Regions from separate parts of the Mus musculus genome. Here all the other regions are linked to region 2. Evidence: chromatin contacts called from public promoter capture Hi-C data. All regions are on one chromosome and are shown on one strand. Each heading gives the region's core, a stretch centred on a gene start, on an enhancer-like site or on the middle of the called end of the contact. The rest is flanking DNA. Distances are from core to core; before and after follow the strand shown. Region 1 holds the start of Eif3j1 (eukaryotic translation initiation factor 3, subunit J1). Region 2 holds the start of Secisbp2l (SECIS binding protein 2-like). Region 3 holds the start of Spata5l1 (spermatogenesis associated 5-like 1). Region 4 holds the start of Sqor (sulfide quinone oxidoreductase).

Region 1 (3,079 bases), core at 552-3,051, 3.8 Mb after region 2:
AGCACCAGGAAGGTCCACAACCACTGTTAAGTGATACGAATTATAAACATCAGGAATGACACCATTTACATTCCATAACCCCAGGTAGATACTACATGGCATCATTACTGAAAGCTTTAAACAACCTTTTGGCATTTATTCCCGCCTCCTTTACTTTCCCCCCACTGTCCCCTGTTTTGTTTTAAACTTACTCCCATCTCTTGACTTTTTTTTTTTCCCAAGACTTATTTATTATTACATATAAGTACACTGTAGGAGGGCATCAGATTTCATTACAGATGGGTGGCTAGTGGTTACTGGGATTTGAACTCAGGACCTTCAGAAGAGCAGTCAGTGCTCTTAATCGCTGAGCCATCTCTCCAGCCCAACTTTAACTTCTTTAACTTTATAAGATGTCCTAACTTCTACTTCCTAGGAAAAGTGAAAAGTCAAAACTGAAAATCTGCCGTGATAGGATAATATAAGGTCGGTAACAAACCATGCCCAAGTGTATACATACAATAGATAAAGAAAGCACGTAAGTAGCCAGTCAACAGCACTATTATTAACTTCATTATTAACTTCAATGTACACAAAGATCACTTCATTCCTCAAATTCAGGCTGTCTGGTAAAGTAGACATACACTTCAGCAAAGTTCAGAGTAAAAATGAAAAATCCAAACAGTATATCTAAAGCTGTAAGATGAGCCCGTGAGAGTTTTTAAGAACAATAAAGGTGAATAGGACTCGAATTTACAATACAAAAAAAAAAAAAAACAAACAAACCACTGGCCCCTGGTCTACCACAACCACCAACTCTTTGGGGTTTTTTTCTAAGCCTGTCTGTCCCTGTGTAGATGAATAACTGTTAGCTCTGTTTTTCAGAGTTCACAGTTCTGTCCACTAACCCGATGGTTATCTCAGTGCTCTCAGTTCATCCTTCTTACCACAGGGTGGGGGAAGGGAGAGCTAAAAGTTGTTTTACTACTCCAATTCTAGTTTAGAAAATTCAATGTATTTTCTCCATCTAATCGCTCAAACGAGCTACCGGCCTTCACAATCATACCTAAGTTACTGACACATGGGAGAGCCGAACTAGGAAAAGCGGATCCACGACTTTCCATATGGGACAAACACTGAAACCGAGTTCCCGATCTGTTCGCCTAGTTTCGGTGAGAGGTTCTGGACTGCGAAGATAGCACGTGGGCCGACCGGACTGCTGCTGTCACTTCTCGTCTCCAGTTAGGTTCCAGGCCAGAGAGCCGACCCTCGGTGAAGGGCTGGGGCCCAGGCGGTCACCACCCTCCGCAGAGTCCGGCCGGACAAGCTGCCGCCTTGCTGCCCACATGGCCGTCCAGCCGAGGGAACCTCCGGGCCGAAGCTCACGCGGGACCCACGGCCCGCAGGCCCGGGCGGCGCCCCGGGGGCCCGATCTCCCCGCCCGCAGCCGGCGCCCACGGGCGTAGCCTGGCTCCCGGGCCCGAACCTACCTTCACGTCCTCGTCCTCGTCCTCGCCTTCCCAGCGGTCCCCGCCGGCCGTGCCGCCGCCCGCGACCTTCCGCACCGGGTCCTCCATAGAGAACGTGTCCGCGTCTACGGAAGAGAGCGAGTCGCGTTAGTACCCGCGTGGGAGCGGGGCCGCCACAGCCCGCATTTGGGCCGGAACTTCTGCTCACCCCAAGAGTCTGAGTCCCCCGCCGCCGCTGCCGCCGCCGCCGCCGCCGCCATCTCGAACCGGGGGTGAGCGTGTGCGATGGGAAGAGCTGCGAAGAGTTAGCGCGGCAGAGGTGAGTCACTGGGCTGGCTCTCGTTGGCCCGCGCAGGGCAGGCTGGGACAGTGGCTGACTGGGCGCCCGGCAGAGGCTCCGCCCCACGGGCGACGCGCGCGGCAGGGGCGGGGCGGGCGGGGTGGGGCGACGCTGGGCTGGGAGACGCGGACCAGCCTGGTCCCCCCAAGCCACACCCCTCACCCCCTCATCCCCCACCCCCCGCGAGAAGAGAAAGGAAGTGCGCACGCGTGAGTCGGGCGGTGCTCGGCTAGCGAGTGGGTCTTCTAGTGCTGGCTGATCGTGAGCCGGCAGCAGGCGAGCAGCGAGGAGGAAGTGGACAGGGCAGATATCCCGTGGCCTCCTAGCATTCGGGCACGGAGATGGAAGTATACTCCAAGTCTCCCTGGTTCTCCCTTCCGGTGATCACCCGAAGTCCTGCACGGTGATTGTTTTGGCGAAAACATTTCGGAGTTCCGTGGTCCGTCCCAGGCTTATTCTAGTTTGTCCTCAACACAGTAGCAAAATAGTTATGTAAACAGATTTCGACACAGTGCAGTGGCTGCAACAAAAAGAAGCATTATGAGGTTAGATGTTAAAAAGGTAGCATTAACGACGACGGAAGTTTCAGTTTTCTGCCCGCGGTAGGCACTGGTGAAGCTGGAGTTTGAGAAACCAAGTGACTTGTGCTCCGGTGCATTTCTGGTAGAGAGAAGGCTTGTGGTGCTCATCTGAGTGCATTCTAACAGGTAAACTGATAAAAAGAACCTAAAAGGAGCAAAATTCTCTCCCCCTTGGCACAGGGCTTCCCAGTAAGGACATTAAGAAGGAAGGAGCTAGTTTAGATATTGTCTGATTTTCCAATATATTCATTGTTTTTAAAGTTTTTTGTTTTGTTTTGCTTTGTTTTTAAGACAAGTTTCTCTCTGTAGCCTGGGCTGTCCTGGAACTCGCTCTGTGAACCAGGCTGGCTCCCAGGTGCTGGGATTAAAGGCATGAGCTTAGGTTTTAAGTCTTTAAAAAAAACAGACACACATCAGCCATTCTTAGTACTTTCCGTTTCTTGTGTATTTTTCGTCTACAAGTAAACATTTTATAAGGTGGTCTTTCAAGAAATGTTCTACCGCAATTTTTTTGTGTTTGTTTGTTTGTTTGTTTGTTTTCGAGACAGGATTTCTCTGTGTAGCCCTGGCTGTCCTGGAACTCACTCAGTAGACCAAGCTGGCCTCAAACTCAGAAATCAGCCTGCCTCTGCCTCCCGAGAGCTGGGATTAAAGGCGTGCGCCACCACGCTCAGCTGTTCGACAGCATTATTAAAATGAGAGATGACGCT
Region 2 (3,196 bases), core at 169-2,668:
TCAAGAACAATTTCAGTCGCAAAAAATCATACAATATGGAACGATATTTAGAGACTCTGTATTTACATTTCCTCTTACAGATCCTTCAAAGAAGGGGAAAACCTCAAATACCGTACTGCATTAATGACTTTTTAACTCAGGCTGGGTGTCTTGCAGCTAAAGACCACCGGTAGGGGCACAGCTCATCTCATCTTGCTGTCAGAAAGGAGGGTGAGCCGCTGTGGCTTATGTAACTGCCCTGTATAAATAGCTTTGCTTTGTGGATCAGCCTTAAATTTCTTCTGCAGCCATTGAATCCTGAGCAAGGGTTTGTAATAGACTCTAAGGAATCTGACATTACACAGCTCACACATTTTCAACACAAATGCATGTGCAACTGAAATAAAAGTGTGCATACAGTGGAAAAACAAAACCAAATGCACGAAACTCTCATGTACAGGCATAAGTGTTTCTCCATCATGTGGTTTGCAGACCAGCCTTCATATGTCCTGTAGACAAAATGCATTCATTTAAGCTGGCAGAAATACAGCTTCCACACTAACATAGCCAGGATCTTTACAGACCACTCTCTCCTTACAGACTTGGATTAACTGAAAAGGCTTTATGAACATCTCCCAAAGCGTGATGACGAAGCAGATTTCTTAGATATCCTTTTCCCTTTTCCAGACATAGATCCCCTGGCCAGTGACCCTAACAGCAGCCAACTCTACTCTCTTTCTTCACTGAAGTATATATAATTCAGCTGACCGACGTTATCAAGCCAGAACTCTTGTGGAGAGCTTGTGTGTGTTGGAGGCTGTCTAACTCCCCAGAGGGAATCTACCAGTAGGGTTTAGTTTCAAGGCAAACTCTAGTCTTTAAGGAGCTGATGACCTGGAGATTAAAAGGAACAATTCTTAACCATATGGGGAAAGCAGAGGAGAAGATAATCTCTTCTTGGGTAGTTATGCAGGTTTTGGGTAAAAATAGGGTTCGAAATGGGCAAAATCAGCCTGGAGTTGAGGCTAGATGTGAGTCTGGAACCGGGACAATAACATTAATTAATCATTATTTGTGGAGATTTTTTAACAGGGCTTCTTACCTATGGCTGCTACTCTGTGTATGCAATTTATTTGTGCAATTTTCAAAGGGCAAGATTGTTCGTTCTTTTCATTCTTTTAGAGTACTGACAGGATCACAGGACTAGTGAGCAGCTACAAGCTCTTCCAATATCCTGAGTAGGTTTTGCCTTCTGAGCAGTCTCTGAGGTCCCGGCAAAGTGAACACATGCGTCCTGAGTTCCAGGCAGCCCAACCTGCCTAGGTGGGAGTGGGAGGAGTAACCCAACCAGGCAGTGCCCCTGGCCTTGGCTGCCCGCTAGCCACCCCCCTCCCCCCGCCCCCGTCGCTCCTCGGCCATCCCCGCCCCTGCGTATCTCCATTTCCTACTGCGCCTCCGCCCTTTCGGTCCCGCTCGGCTTCCGTCCCAGATGATCCCTCCCCGGGGCGGCCGCCGCCTCCCCCGCCTTGAGCTGGAGCCGCCTCCCCAGCCAGTGGCGTAGCCGAGTCGGCGTCCGGCCGGCTGTGCGGAGTGGACCGAGCCCGGCGGGACCGAGCGGGGGGCCATGGAGAAAGCGGCCCGCGGCGCTGCGCACACCGACTAGAGCCGGCGCCTGTCGCCGGCGCCATGGACCGAGCGCCGGCCGAGCAGGTACGCAAGCGCCCGGGCTGCTCTCGGGCCTCCGGGCCGGCAGGCCGCCGAAGCTGAAAGGCCGGGGGAGGTGGACCGGCGGAGCTCAGCGGCGACAGCGTTGCCCTTGCAGCAGTCTGGAGTGTATTTCTTTTATGAAGAGACTACCGTGGTTTACCCTTGTTTTCCTGTCTAGTTACTTTGCAAATAATTATTCTTTTAAAATGGAGCAAGAGTTCAAGTTGAGTCCATATTCGTATTCGCACAGTAGTTCCATTAGTGGTCTGTTAGTGTTTTGATTGCATCGAATTCTTTCTGGAAGAGTTGGGAGGAAGGGCTAATGGCAGGGTGAAAAATAACTTAGAAGAATAGTGTCATGCTTCCTCCTCCTCCCCAGTATTTTACAGCTTCCCTGGAAACGACTTAATTTGACTGAGTGTGATTTTTGTTCGCTGTCAATTTCCCTCTACCAGGACCTTGGTCAGTTAGTCACATAGTTGAAAGGAGAACACTGGTGACTTGCCTGTTAGTTTTGCGAATAGTTAATTAACTCGAGTAAATGAGATACCATCTCCCAAGTTTCTGTTTATACATAGTTAACGACAGTTTTGGTTTTGAATCGCACACTTTTCAAGCCAAAACACAGCTTTCTAATTTTGAACACTTCGCCGTTTCTGTTGTTGATTCTTGTCGTATTGTCCATTCTATCCTAGACCTCTTATGAAAGATTTCTCCTCTCTCAGCACTTTCCACAGGACCTTACCACACAGATTTAAAAAGGAAAGCAAATCTTCCAGAGATTAGAAGTTTATTTTTATTAAAGAACACCAATTACCAAGAGAAAATTGATGTGGGACCACTTGGAAAATACACACTTCACTGTGGCCCGGAGTATTATGTTACAGTATGTAGTGAATTTATTAAAACATTGTTTTTGAGAGTAATTCTGAAAAAGGAACCTGAGATTTCCAGCCTTGACGAAGGAAAAGGAAATTTCCTTGCGCGTGTGTCTCTAATGAAAGGGTGGGATGTTTTTGTCCGTCCTGGGCACTCTGGAAGCACTAATGCATATGTATACTCACTTATGTCTCCTTTCATCTTAGAGGAAATGTAATTACCTGGTTAGATGGTAACATTTAGCATGGCACTCCTCATGTGATTACCCTAAGAGCAAGTGTAGCAGATTATCTAGAGAGTATCCTCTTCTGTCATTCCACAAACTCCACCATGTACTTAAATTCTTGGAAATCTGAGAGCTAGGGAAAAAAAGCCATGCAGAAGGATTTGATAACGAAGGGTTTTTGTTTGTTTGTTTGTTTGTTTAAACCTCCAGTACCTCTTGCCTCAGCTTGGCCTACAGTCAGTACAAAACAGCCTTAGTTAGGTAAAGGCCCTCAAGAACTATTTGTGATATGTGCCAAATTCCCATCCCCTCCCTAGTGTTTTGGTTTTTCCTTTTAAACCATTGTTGGCTTATGTTCAGAATTTCTGAAAATGCCTACAGCATTAGCTGTTGTCGTGCTTAGCA
Region 3 (3,068 bases), core at 147-2,646, 3.2 Mb after region 2:
TATCCTGACATTTGAATACATTTAAGGGCTTATGCCTGTTTTTATTCACCTTCCCTGCCTTCTCTTACTGTGACTAAGTTCTCATTCCAAAGGCTATTTCAGTTTAATATGCATGCATCAGGATTAGTTACTTCAACAAAGCAAATGACCATCCTGCTTCCCAGAACGATTTGAACCCAGGTTCTAGCTTGCATGTGACAAGTGATCTACAACTCCTGCCTGACCCAACATTCCAAAAAGGCGAGCTTTCAGGAACTTTACCTCTCTGTCAAACCTGCCCGGCCTGCGAAGCGCTGGGTCTAACTCGTCTGGCCGGTTGGTGGCTCCCACAACCACAAACTCCCTGTCCCTGTGGATGCCGTCCAGCAGCGTCAACACCTGGGCCACCACTCGGCTCTCGGGAGCTCGGTGCGGGCCGCCTCTCCGGGGACACAGGGCATCCACTTCGTCCAGGAAGAGGAGGCTGGGTCCGCGGCTGGCCAGCTCCTGGGCTCGTTGGAAGATGCGCCGCACGTTCTCCTCGGTCTCCCCGGGCCGGGAGCCCTGCAACGCCGGGGCGCTCACCGCCAGCAGCTCGGCGCCAGTCTCGCGCGCCACGGCCCGCACTAACTGGGTCTTGCCCACTCCCGGGGGGCCCGCCAGGAGCACCCCGCGGGGCACAGCCAGCCCCAGCGCGGCTAGGGCGAGCGGGTAGCGCAGCGGCAGGCGGAGCAGCTCCCGTAGGGAGTCGGCGGTCTCCGACAGACCCCCAAGGGTCACCTCCCCGGGAGGCTCGACCTGTGGCGGAGGCTTGTCACTGAGCGTGATGCGGGTATGCGGTGTGACCCACCCGCCGGGCTCTGGGTCCGGTGTCCCGCCCATCACGTGCAGAGCTGCGACAGGGCCGGGGACACCCGGCGGGGTGGTCACCACGTGTCCCCGAGACACAGGCCGGTTGCGCAGCAGCTCGTGCACTACCTCCAGCACCGCGGCGGAACTCGGGGCTCCCGCCTGGGGCCGCAGCACCGGCCACACCTCTAGGCGCCGCAGGGGCGGACAGGGCACGGGTTGCAAGCAGTCCATACCTATCCTCCCCGTGGCCACCCGGGCCCCGGGGCTAGCGCACTGCGGGTCCAGCTGCACAAAGCCATCCACCCTGTCGCGCCGCGGCCAGGCCGTGCAGAGGCAGCAGCCGCCGGCGGGCAACGAGATCCTCAGCGGCGAGCCCAGGCGCGCACCCAAGCTGCGGAAGGCGGCCGGCCCCAGGCGGCAGCGCTGGGTGTCCCGGTCCCGGGGATCCACCGGCAGCAGCTTCAAAAGTTGTCCGTCGGGGAAGGGCCCCGAGTCCGGAGCCATGACTCGGGGAACCACGCCGGGGAAAGCCCGGCAGCAATCCACCCGGCTGCCGGATGCAGGCGGCGCGCATGCGCCAAGAAGGAACAAGCCTCTGATTGACGGTCGAAAGGACTTCTGGGAAAGTGAGAAAAGCCTGGCTCTCCATAAACATCAGACGCCCGGTAGTCGGTCCAAGAGCCTCAATGAAAAGGTCTCCGCTGGCATCTGACAGACATACGGCTGCTCCATTAGGCCATAAGAGTTTTCATTTTGTGAAGTAAAAAGATTTCTTAAGGAAAAAAAGAAAACCCAAACTGCTGACAAGGTGTAACGTGCTTACAGATATAAACAAGGTGTAAATAAAATACCCGCCAAATTAATCATGATACTCGCATCTTATGAAAGATCTTTTATCCTCGTTCCAAAGACTTGGAGCGTCTAGAAATGGGAAAGAAGACATTAATAATAAGACATAATAACCATCTTCAATATGTAAAGGGATGTGTGTGAAAGCTAGCGTGCGTGTGGATAGCTGTGGTAAAGAACTGACCAGGAAACGGAAGTTTAATAGGGTGATCTTAAGAGGTTTTTCTCTGCATATTTTGACCATGGTCGCATGAAAGGTACAGCTGAGAGTCATAACTGATGCCCACTGAGGCAATTAGAGTGAACTTAACCTTTCAGATTTCAGCACTGATTTAAAACAGGGGTAGAGGCTAAGTTAGTGGGGATATGGTGTGGAGGACAGTACATGTTTTTTCGTGTTGCATAAAGAGGCTGATCCCGTTCAGGGCCAAACTATAAAGTTCTCTGACCTTGGCCAAGAAATATACAGCATCCCCACTAAAACAGCCACTCCCCTCCTTGTGTCACAAATATCAGGAAGGGATTGTGTTTCTGGGCCCTCAACTCATTCACACATTCTCAGTAAAACTATAGATTATCTTTCCCAGGCAGCCTTAACCCATCCTGCTCCTCTGAGTCAGACCATTTTCATTGTATTGTTTCAGTCATCCATACATCTGAATTCATCATACTTACAATCTTGCAGGAAACCATTCTAAGCTTGCTGTGATGGTTCATACCTATATCACAACATTTGGGAGACTAAATAAGGATTAGAACAATTTATAGTTCTACCTGGGCTACTTAGTGAGGTCTAGGCAAGCCTAAACTACAGAATGGAGAAAGGTATCGAAAGAAAGAAAGAAAGAAAGAAAGAAAGAGAGAGAGAGAGAGAGAGAGAGAGAGAGAGAGAGAGAGAGAAAGAAAGAAAGAAAGAAAGAAAGAAAGAAAGAAAGAAAGAAAGAAAGAAAGAAAGAAAGAAAGAAAGAAAGAAAGAAAGAAAGAAAGAAAGAAAGAAAAAGAAAACCTTGAAAAGAAAAACATAATAACAGTTCTGTGGTCCTTTTGTTGGTTACAGGACTCCAAATTTGGCAATTTTATGAGCACTATTTAAAGCAACAAACGTGTGCACCACTAGAGGGAGTCCAGAACCAACAAATGAAGGCCGAGGGCCCTTGGCGGACCGGACATTTGCAACCGAAGCTTCCGCTAGATTTTCCTCAGGGTTCACACAGTATGTATTTTTTTTTTTTTTTTTTTTAGTATGTATTCTTATAATATTGTCAAGCTATTCTAACAAAGTACCACACGCTATTCAGGTTATAATAAGCAATAGCAAATTATATTTTTCCATTAAAAAATAGTGTGTATGATGAGAGAGAGAGATTATGTAGGTGCACATGAAGTCC
Region 4 (2,935 bases), core at 77-2,576, 3.0 Mb after region 2:
CAGATGCCCAAAGAAGCTGGGGATAGAGGACATAGTGGTAGTTCAAGAAAGTGTTAAACCCAAGAAGCTAAGTTGCCTAACAAGTAATCAACACCCTTTCTGCTAACAGGGTATCTATCTAAATTGAGGTCCATTCATCTGAATGAAAGAAAAAAAAAATCTTCACCTTCCACTGATGTCTACTTGAAATTTAACATTCTCTTCAAGGACTGTGTAGGCAGCTGGCCACAGCAATATTAGCAGTATTTATGATGTTTTAGAAATGTGTTTACAGGTAGTGCCTATATCTTGAATTCTATATTCTGAGCTATTCAAAATTATAATAGTTATTTGCTTTTTAAATTTATATGGCATTCTTTTAAATACTTTAGTGGCTGTTTTCTTTCATCATAGCCTGCCTTAAATTTTATGTTTTTAAAAGTCTCTTGAGAGATAGATGGCTCAGTGGTTAAGAGCTCTTACGGAGGGCTTACTTCCAGAGGAATTGAGTTCAGTTCCCAGCACCCAGATGAAAGCTTATAACCCCAGTTCCAGGGCATTAGGCATACATGCAAACGAACTAACTATACACATGAAATAAAATAATAAAGTTTAAAGCAAAAAGGGAAATCTTCTAAGAAAGAGTCCTTAGTTTTCCCCCAAACTCAGAACTGTCAGAGGTAGCTGCAGGTTTTAAAAAAAAAAAAAAAGGATCAGAAAGCTGTGTTTACAGAGGAGAGGTTTACAGCCTGTGCAAACTCTCTGACTCAGCTTCAGTCTGTGAGCCCTAGAAGCTGGGGTGGCTCTCGGAGAAGTAAGTAAAAGTAAGGTGAAAAGTTTCACCAAAGAGCCTTTTCTCCCTTGTACTAATTGCCAATCAGCCTGGCCTGTGCTTCTCCGCTGACCACCTCCCACCCCCAGCGCCCTGGGTACCTCCCCAGATCAATGCCAGTCTCAACCCACCCGGCAGGCAGGGCAAGGTGCTGAGTGACAGACAACAAGTGGAACTAACGTTTCTGAAATTCCCACGCACCGAGACCACACGTCCAAGCTGTGTGGGTGGAGAGGGTGCCAGGGCCATCCTCTCTGCATCGCTGAGGCTGGGCCACTAAGGAGAAAGCATTGAAGTCCACCGAGTCCCAGACCAAAGGGGAGTCTGTCAGGGGTTGGAAAAGAAGAAGGGCGGCCGGGAGCGCGGAGACAGAACCGAGGTGGGCGACAGCGAGCGGCTATAGGAGGGTAACAGCGTCGTGGGGTGCGTCTTACCGGGCTGAGCGACACCGTGGGCCCCAGCGCTGGCGCAGCAGAAACTACTGTGGCGCTGGAGCGCTGGCCTCGCATAGCCCCGCCTGGCCGCCGGGGCGGGGAGGCAAAGGCCAGGGGCGGGGACAGCCACCACCCCCACACCCCCAACCTCCGGAGGAGGAAAGGCCGCCAGGGCGCTACCCAACAACAAACCCGGAGGGGAATGCGCACCTTGGAGCAGGCACGGACACCGGAGGCATGGGTGGTATGGGTGATCCTTGCTCCCCATGTCCTGCGACTGTCCCCACGCAGCCTAGACGCTTTTCTTACGCCTGGGGTGCAGACAAGGCCACCTCTACTCAGAACCGCGCGGCACCTTCCCCTGGAACCTGCTGGCTCCTAGGAGTTGTTCTTTTGGTGCCTGACAAGTCACTGTTCTGCCCCTTCTAAGGACTGACTGTTTGAAGGCACAAGCCAGAGACCGCGGCTTCATGTGTTAAAACAAATACAGTTCCTAAAAGTTGCTAAGGCCTCAACTTAAAAAAAAAAAAAAAAAAAAAAAACCTCAAAGAACACGCAAATGCCACCAACTTTTTTTTTAAGCATAACTAAGTTTCTTTCGCACTTGTTTGATTATATGCATTTTAATAGTTTTTGAGTCACTTCTTTCAAACTGTCTTCACTCTGAAGGATCTATAGAAAAATTGCTTGGTCGCAAACAGGGACTACGGGTTTGATGGTAAGCCTGGTGGCACTTGCTGGCACCTGCACCTGCAACACTGCCTCCCTAGTAATTTTCCGTGACTTTGTGCAGCAACAGGTAAGTCTGGTAAAGAACTTGGAAACAAAACCAAATGTGATCTGTATTTACTGATAAAGCTATTGCTGGAAACAGCGTATTAAGACTATGTAAAAATAATCCTTAATGTCTGCCATACTCTAAACTAAAACTGAATTTATTTTATCAATAAAATGTTTCACATACTTGAGAGTTGAGGCAAGGGGCGGGGCACCAGAAAAAAATGTTCAGGCCTCAGGACAGTTAATTGTTGTATAGTACTGAACATAACCCTGATTTCCACCCTCTAAGTGCCAACAATTGTAGCCCAAAGTTTTGACAAAAGCAAAACTCTACACACATATTTCCAAAGCAATTCGTACTATTCTTCATCTCTCCTTCCTCTCCATCCTCATTAAGAAGTCCTGGTTCCTGTGAATGAATCAAGGGCAGTCTGTTTGCAGGGTGTTTGGAGGTCTATGGCTGGAGAATCGAGTTGGAAGCCGTGTCCTGAATAGTTCCCACACGCTGGGGCATCTATGTATCGTTCTATTACCCCACTGAAGTCCCTTCTTTCCATCAGTGTCTTGCCCATCAGACATTAAGACTGAGAAGTTACTCCATTGGCATTCCCCTTTTTCTTTCTATAATATTTTATTTACTTATTTAGTGTGCATGTGTGCACGTGTACATGTGTGTCATGAGGCACAGGTGGAAGTTAGAGGTCAACTTCCCAAAGTCAATTCTGTCCTCCAACAGATGGATCCCAGACCATCGGGCTTAGAACCAGGCAGGCATCTTTACCTGCTGACCCATCTCGCCAGCCCAGTCATTCTTTCCTCAGATGGTTATTCTCCATCTTGTCCGCTGAATGTCAAGTGAGCCCTGTGGCTGCTACTGTCTGGACCTACACTTGATTCCCATCCATATGAG

What was found. Promoter capture Hi-C pulls out the DNA fragments that hold promoters and counts their contacts.
Region 1: a contact with region 2 is called in a promoter capture Hi-C map of liver, with 4 times the contacts expected there. The contact joins the promoter of Eif3j1 here to the promoter of Secisbp2l in region 2. A contact is called at or near these places in 2 of 39 promoter capture datasets (liver and pre-B cells).
Region 3: a contact with region 2 is called in a promoter capture Hi-C map of liver, with 7 times the contacts expected there. The contact joins the promoter of Spata5l1 here to the promoter of Secisbp2l in region 2. A contact is called at or near these places in 2 of 39 promoter capture datasets (liver and pre-B cells) and 1 of 484 Hi-C or Micro-C datasets (B cells).
Region 4: a promoter capture Hi-C map of liver shows a contact between it and region 2, with 3 times the contacts expected there. The contact joins the promoter of Sqor here to the promoter of Secisbp2l in region 2. A contact is called at or near these places in 2 of 39 promoter capture datasets (both in liver).

The regions. Positions count from the first base shown.
Region 1 is chr2:122,027,302-122,030,380 of GRCm38.p6, reverse strand. Eif3j1 (eukaryotic translation initiation factor 3, subunit J1) reads right to left here and starts at 1,801. Exons shown (of 8, transcript NM_144545.4): 1 at 1,657-1,801; 2 at 1,470-1,573. The coding sequence starts at 1,708.
Region 2 is chr2:125,781,092-125,784,287 of GRCm38.p6, reverse strand. Secisbp2l (SECIS binding protein 2-like) reads left to right here and starts at 1,418. Exons shown (of 18, transcript NM_177608.3): 1 at 1,418-1,689. The coding sequence starts at 1,666.
Region 3 is chr2:122,628,953-122,632,020 of GRCm38.p6, reverse strand. Spata5l1 (spermatogenesis associated 5-like 1) reads right to left here and starts at 1,396. Exons shown (of 3, transcript NM_001033256.4): 1 at 262-1,396. The coding sequence starts at 1,335.
Region 4 is chr2:122,763,750-122,766,684 of GRCm38.p6, reverse strand. Sqor (sulfide quinone oxidoreductase) reads right to left here and starts at 1,326. Exons shown (of 10, transcript NM_001162503.1): 1 at 1,246-1,326.